2 separate regions of the Mus musculus genome follow, and region 1 is linked to region 2. The links are chromatin contacts, called in public promoter capture Hi-C maps. All regions are on one chromosome and are shown on one strand. Each heading gives the region's core, a stretch centred on a gene start, on an enhancer-like site or on the middle of the called end of the contact. The rest is flanking DNA. Distances are from core to core; before and after follow the strand shown.

Region 1 (2,870 bases), core at 369-2,868, 33 kb before region 2:
ATGCGAGGTCTCTGGAGATGGAGTCTGGCTAATGGGAGCTGTACAGACAGGTGTGTGGAAAGAGTAGACCTACTGAAGTCAAAAAGGTGGTCTCGTGACCCGCATCTCTGTGTGCTTTCTGAGACCTTCCAGAACAGTAAGACCAAGTGATTCAGGACAGGTGGGAATAAGTGTGAGGCTGTGGGGCAGCAGGTGCTGTCTGTCCTTCCTGTCTGCAGCAAAGAGCCTTTTACATACACCAGGCAAGCTAAACCCCAGGGCAAGTACGGCCATTTTGTCTCAGCTCTGGGAAGAAGCAGGCTGCTGTTTGTTGTGTGCTTCCACCTTAAACTGGATCACAGCCGGAGCCTCTTAGTATTTCTGCCAAGCCCTGGTTCAGAAGGAGAACATGTGATTGTCTCTGCAGCCTTCTGCTCGTTCCTCCTTCCACTTTGCCATAGCCACAGCCAAGTGCCGTCTGCCTTTCGTGCCCACAATCCCACCTCTACCCTGTATTTTTAGGAATACAAATGTGTGTGTACCAGAGAGAGGGAGTGTGTGCGTGTGTGTGCATCCACGTGCGCGCACGCTCATGCGCCTCTGCCCAGCATTTTTGAAAATACAAACATGCACATGTGTATATGTGCACTTATGCACCATAGTGCTTGTCTGAAGGTCAGAGGTCAGCCCTGCAAAGTTGGTTCTATCTTAATCATTTGGGCCCCATAAATGAACCTGCAGTTGGCAGTAAGCAGTCTTACCTGATGAGCCTTTTGGTGTACCCTGGGGCTAGCTAAAGCATACAAGCATTAATCTCGGACGAAGCACTGGAAGGGTCGGTGTGACCCACAATGTGCTCATGCTGTCTGCACTGTTGGGGCTGAGCCGGTCTTTTACTCTGTGGGTACAGCGGCCACGACTCAAATCTTCTTATCTGCTTTGAAGCAGCCACAGATTTAACGTACTAGCCTGGAATAGCGATGTACACTTTTAATCCCAGCTCTCTGGAGGCAGAAGCAAGAAGATCTCTGTGAGTTCGAGACCAACCTGATTTTATACACACACACACACACACACACACACACACATATATAGAGAGAGTGTGAGTGTGTGTGAGTGTGAGTAAAGGTTCAAGGACAGCCAGAGATAGGGAGAGAGACCCTATATCAAAAAGGAAGGTTAGCATAGTAATAAGGAGCAGTCAGGGGAGGGCCAGTTGAAGTAGGCCCAGCGTGTGACAGTTTACCAGAGACAGTTAGTGTCACTAGCTGGCTAATGATTTCATGAAAGGGCCCCTCTGCAGCTCTCCTGGGTAGTCTTAGTAACCAAGTAGTTCTAGGGATTTATGACTGCCCTGTTCAGGCTCCTCAGCATTTTAGAGGAGGAGCCAGGCAGGTGCTACTCCTGCCCCAGTAAACACCTTGGCCTGGTAAGCTTTCTCTCCGTCGTCAGGGAGGGAGGAGATTCCTGAAGAACGTCTCTGATCTCCTGGGTTCAGATTTTGTTGGCATTGAAATTGCTACTGTGACAAAAGCTTGTATAGTCCCTGAAGTCACAGAAGCAGCTGTCTTCCGTCCCCCAATTGTCCTGCAGAGGGTGCAGTCTCTGTAGTCACTGAAGCAGCTGTCCTCCATTCCCTGATTGTCCTGCAGAGGGTGCAGTCTCTGGCTCTACTTTTTCCTGAGCATGCTCTATAGAGTGGGGACAGTCTCAGCGGCCGGCCTGCTAATTTTGGCAGGCTCTGTTCTACAGAGGCTGTGTAGGATGCTAGGCTCAGAGACAGCCAGTTCAAGCCCCGAGGTAGAGATGTGCCTGGTGGGTTCAAGGAGTGAGAACAAGGTGGGGGTGCTGCAGGGGAGGCGAGGCTGAGTACAGTGTGAAGTCAGGGCAGAAATCAGGTGGCAAAGCTTTAGGGATGTCGTGAAGGACGCCATGGTCACTCTGCCCTGCATAGAACAGAGAGCAGTGGAAGCAGAGAGGCCTCCTCAGCAAGAGCGCACAACGGATGTGGGGTGTGAGGAGAAAAGACAGAGAGGTTAGAAGGGTGGGGTCAGGAGCCGTGCGTTCCATAGAGGGAAGAGCAGCCTCACACTAGATAGGAAGGTTAAGAGAGAAGGATAGGATAGGATCAGAGTTGTACGTCTGAGTGTTGCGTCACACGAATGGCGTCTAACCTTGTATCGCGGTTGTCATTCTCTAGATGATGGCTGACTCGAAGCTGTTGGTGTGTGTAAGAAAGTCCAGAGCCTAAGCTGTGCTCTCAAACACACCTAGAGCATCATTGCTGCAGTTTGCATAGACTCCAACTCAGGCAAAAACTCATACATAGAAATTACAAACCAGTCAGCCAAGCAAGCAAGCAAACCAAAAGGAAGGACGGAAAGAAAAAAGGATGTGCGGCGGCCAGGCATCGTGGTTGCAGATCTTTAGTCTCAGCAGAGGTAGATGGATCTCTGAACTGGAGGCCAGCCTCGTCTAGCCAACTCTGCAGAGTTAACCCTTTTCCCACCCCCACCCACAAAGAAAAACCTTTAAGAAGAAAGACAAAGGCTTGTTATGTAGCTCACACCTCCAATTCTGAGGAGGCAGAAGCAGGCAGACAGCCTGAGATATGCAGCACGTTCCAGGCCAGGGAGGCCACGCAGACAGACCCTGTCACCTACAAGAGAAACCCATCTAAAGCCACACAGGCCTAGAAGCTGAGGCAGGACAAGAGTTTGGGTGACAACCACTAGCAACCCAAAATCCAAGGGAGACAGCCAAGGCCCTGGGTTAGAGATGTCTGTGAGCCACCATGGGCGGGCTTGGAATCAAACTTCAGTCCTTCTCAGCACCCCCCATCCCATCCCTGCTCTAGGACTTCCATAGTTGCAGAGAATAATACAGTAGTC
Region 2 (2,828 bases), core at 323-2,822:
AGCTCCAGCTTTTATCCCTAGCCTCTCAAAACAGACATCAAAAGCAACCCAGAACTGTTTATTCAGAAAAGGAAGGGAATGGGCCTGGGGCCACTAGCTTTCCCTAGCACACATCCAGGAAGGCACATTTGGGCAGCAGCTGAGTACTAATGTATCAGAGCACTGAGCTGGGAACACCATTGTCTGGGAGAGTGGAGACAAGAGAGAATGTAGAGCAGGGGACAGGAAGGTTAAGGAGTTACGGGAAACATAGAAGCCTTTTGCTTCCTGGCCTTGGAGGACCAATGTTCTAGGGATCAAGTGGTTAGTTGCCGCCATTTCTAAACTGAATTACTGCCTCACGGCATCTCTGCTGCCTTTCTCATAGGCTGAGTCTGAAAACTCTTCATCAAATGACTAGTGAACGCAACAGATGTGTCCTGGGCTGCGTAGTCAGCCCAGCCTGCTGTGGGAAGACATTAATGTGGGTCAAGGTAAGAGGATAACCCTGAATGTCAGGTGGCTTTCCCCAAGCCCATGCTATGGGAGGTCACGTGATTACTTTTGGAGTTGGAAGGCTGCAGTGAACACTTTGGGGGCTGGAGAGAGAACTCAGCAGTTAAGAGCTCTGGCTGCTCTTGCAGAGGACCAAGGTTCAGTTCCCAGCACCCACAAGGCAGCTCACAACTGCCTATAATTCCACTTCCAGGGGAATCCAATGCCTTCTCTTCTGAAACACACACACACACACACACACACTAAAATACTTTTTAAAATTTAAAACCTATGATAGTCAGGTGTGGTGACACCTGTCTGTAATCCCAGCACTTAGGAAGGCAGAGGCAAGTGGGGCTCTATGCCTTCTGGGCCATCCCAGACTCCATGGTGAGACCCCCCCGTGATTCAGCTGACAGGACGAGAGCTGCATTCGGGGGTGATTATGTCAGGGTGCATTCAGCTCTGCTCTGGGACCTGAGAAGAAGCCAGAGCATTCTGTTTGTTGCTTCCTGAGTACGTGAAGGAGCCTGGGGACCTGGGCCAATGGACAATGCCACCTCCAGGAAGTCTTCACTGATTCCCCTGCACCACCTCCAGGAAGCCCTCACTGATTCCCCTGCACCACCTCCAGGAAGCCCTCACTGATTCCCCTGCACCACCTCCAGGAAGCCCTCACTGATTCCCCTGCACCACCTCCAGGAAGCCCTCACTGATTCCCCTGCACCACCTCCAGGAAGCCCTCACTGATTGCCCTGCACCACCTCCAGGAAGCCTCACTGACTCCCTTGGCCTGTCTTGATCTCCAAAGGAGCGAGTGGCCCTGAACTGTCACTGCTACTGCTAATTTGGTCCCGTCCTGGGATGATCCCTCTGAGTCCAGATCCTGGTCTCACTGACGTGTTCTTTATGCCTTATGAGCGTGCTGGCAATGGTCATTTAAAGGAGGGAGGGCCCGAATCCTCCTTCCCTCAGGAGGCAAGGCCCTCAAGGGTTAACCAGGAGCTGCCTGCGGTCTGAGGTAGGCAGGGAAGGAGCGTATTTGTTCAGGTAAATAAGGAAGGATTACTTATAATGGGAAAGCTGGCGGGCTAACTCTGCATCTTACCCCTGACTTCCTTCCAGCACATTCCTGCAGTCCCTCTGCCTTCCGTCCATCTGTCCGCTCTGCCTCCCACACCTAGCACCCCAGCCCGCTGCTGCCCCGGTGAGAACCCCCAGCTTGGGCCTTGTCATGGTGCCAGCAGGTGGCCCTGAGCTTCTGACAGGGGCCTGCCTATAGACCTGCAGGCCTGAGGCCTCAGACTCACACTCAAGGGGCAAGAGGCCCTGGTGGCCCACCTAAGAGCCACCTCTGTCCCCAGCCCTGCTGGCCCCACTGATGTCTGACTGAGACCCAGCAGTGACCCTGAGCTGCCTGCCCACTGCCTCCTCCTGGTCCCTGAGGTTGGCTCTGCCGAGGACGGACGACTCTTCTGACAGCAGGCGGCTAACGGGTGAGTGTGGTAGGAGCCAGCACGCCCTTCCGTGGGGTTCCCTGTCACCTGTGGGAGGCTGGTGGCTGACACAGAGTGGAGACGTGCTTTGCAAGCTTGTGTTCCCGACACCAGGAACTCTGACACTTGAGTCCTGTTCTTTCCATATGCTGCCAGATCCCTTGTTGGGTCAGATCCAGAGCCTATGGGACACCCCTTCTTTCTGGGGGCCCCATGTCCATGGGCCTGGCACAGAGCCCCTCCTACACAGGTTGAGGGGAAAATAGCCATGTGGATGTCTAGCTAGCTCCCCTGGGGCCGGGTCAGCTCTGCCCTGAAGGTGAAACCCAGGCAGACCACAGGCCACTGCCACCTGGGCTGCTCTGCCAGAGGGAAGGAGCAAGTGTCTTCTGGCTTGGCCTCCATGGACAGACAGAGGCTCACGACATGGACAAAAGCAAGAGAGACAGGTGGAGAGCCCAGGAAAGTGGCAGAGCAGGGTAGCACAGACTAGCAGTCTGGAGGGGGGGCACCACAGAGTAAACATAGGCACTGGATAAGCAAGAGGGGCCATATCTTTTGTCTGGACACACAAAGAAAACCATGTGTGTGTGAATGTGTGTGTGTATGTGTGTGTGTGAATGTGTGTATGTGTGTGAATGTGTGTATGTGTGTGTATGCATGAATGTGTATGTGTGTGAATGTGTGTGAATGTATGTATGTGTATGTATGTGTGTATGTGTGTGTTTGTATGTGTATATGTGTGTATGTGTGTGTACATGTGTTCTTGTGTATATGTGTGTATATATGTGTGTATGTATATATGTGTGTGCATATGTATGGGGTGGTGTCATGAGGCACTCAGTTCTCTTCTTTTGT

Evidence for each region. Promoter capture Hi-C pulls out the DNA fragments that hold promoters and counts their contacts.
Region 1: a contact with region 2 is called in a promoter capture Hi-C map of epiblast stem cells, with 3 times the contacts expected there. The contact joins the enhancer-like site here to the promoter of Spdef in region 2. A contact is called at or near these places in 9 of 39 promoter capture datasets (Sertoli cells, embryonic stem cells, epiblast stem cells and 4 more), 8 of 484 Hi-C or Micro-C datasets (CD4 T cells, the N1E-115 cell line, cerebellum and 4 more), 5 of 115 datasets of contacts at active chromatin or transcription factors (cardiomyocytes, embryonic fibroblasts, embryonic stem cells and 2 more) and 1 of 9 other capture datasets (adipose tissue).

Annotation. Positions count from the first base shown.
Region 1 is chr17:27,760,614-27,763,483 of GRCm38.p6, reverse strand. All of the region lies in intron 4 of Ilrun (inflammation and lipid regulator with UBA-like and NBR1-like domains), which reads left to right. Among named protein-coding and RNA genes, the nearest start is that of Spdef, 33 kb to the right of the region's middle. Within about 2 kb of position 1,618, at least 38 of the 459 cell types and tissues checked have an H3K27ac peak or open chromatin away from gene starts, as enhancers often do. A contact at or near this core is called in cerebellum and epiblast stem cells, where this site is marked.
Region 2 is chr17:27,727,695-27,730,522 of GRCm38.p6, reverse strand. Spdef (SAM pointed domain containing ets transcription factor) reads left to right here and starts at 1,572. Exons shown (of 6, transcript NM_013891.4): 1 at 1,572-1,970.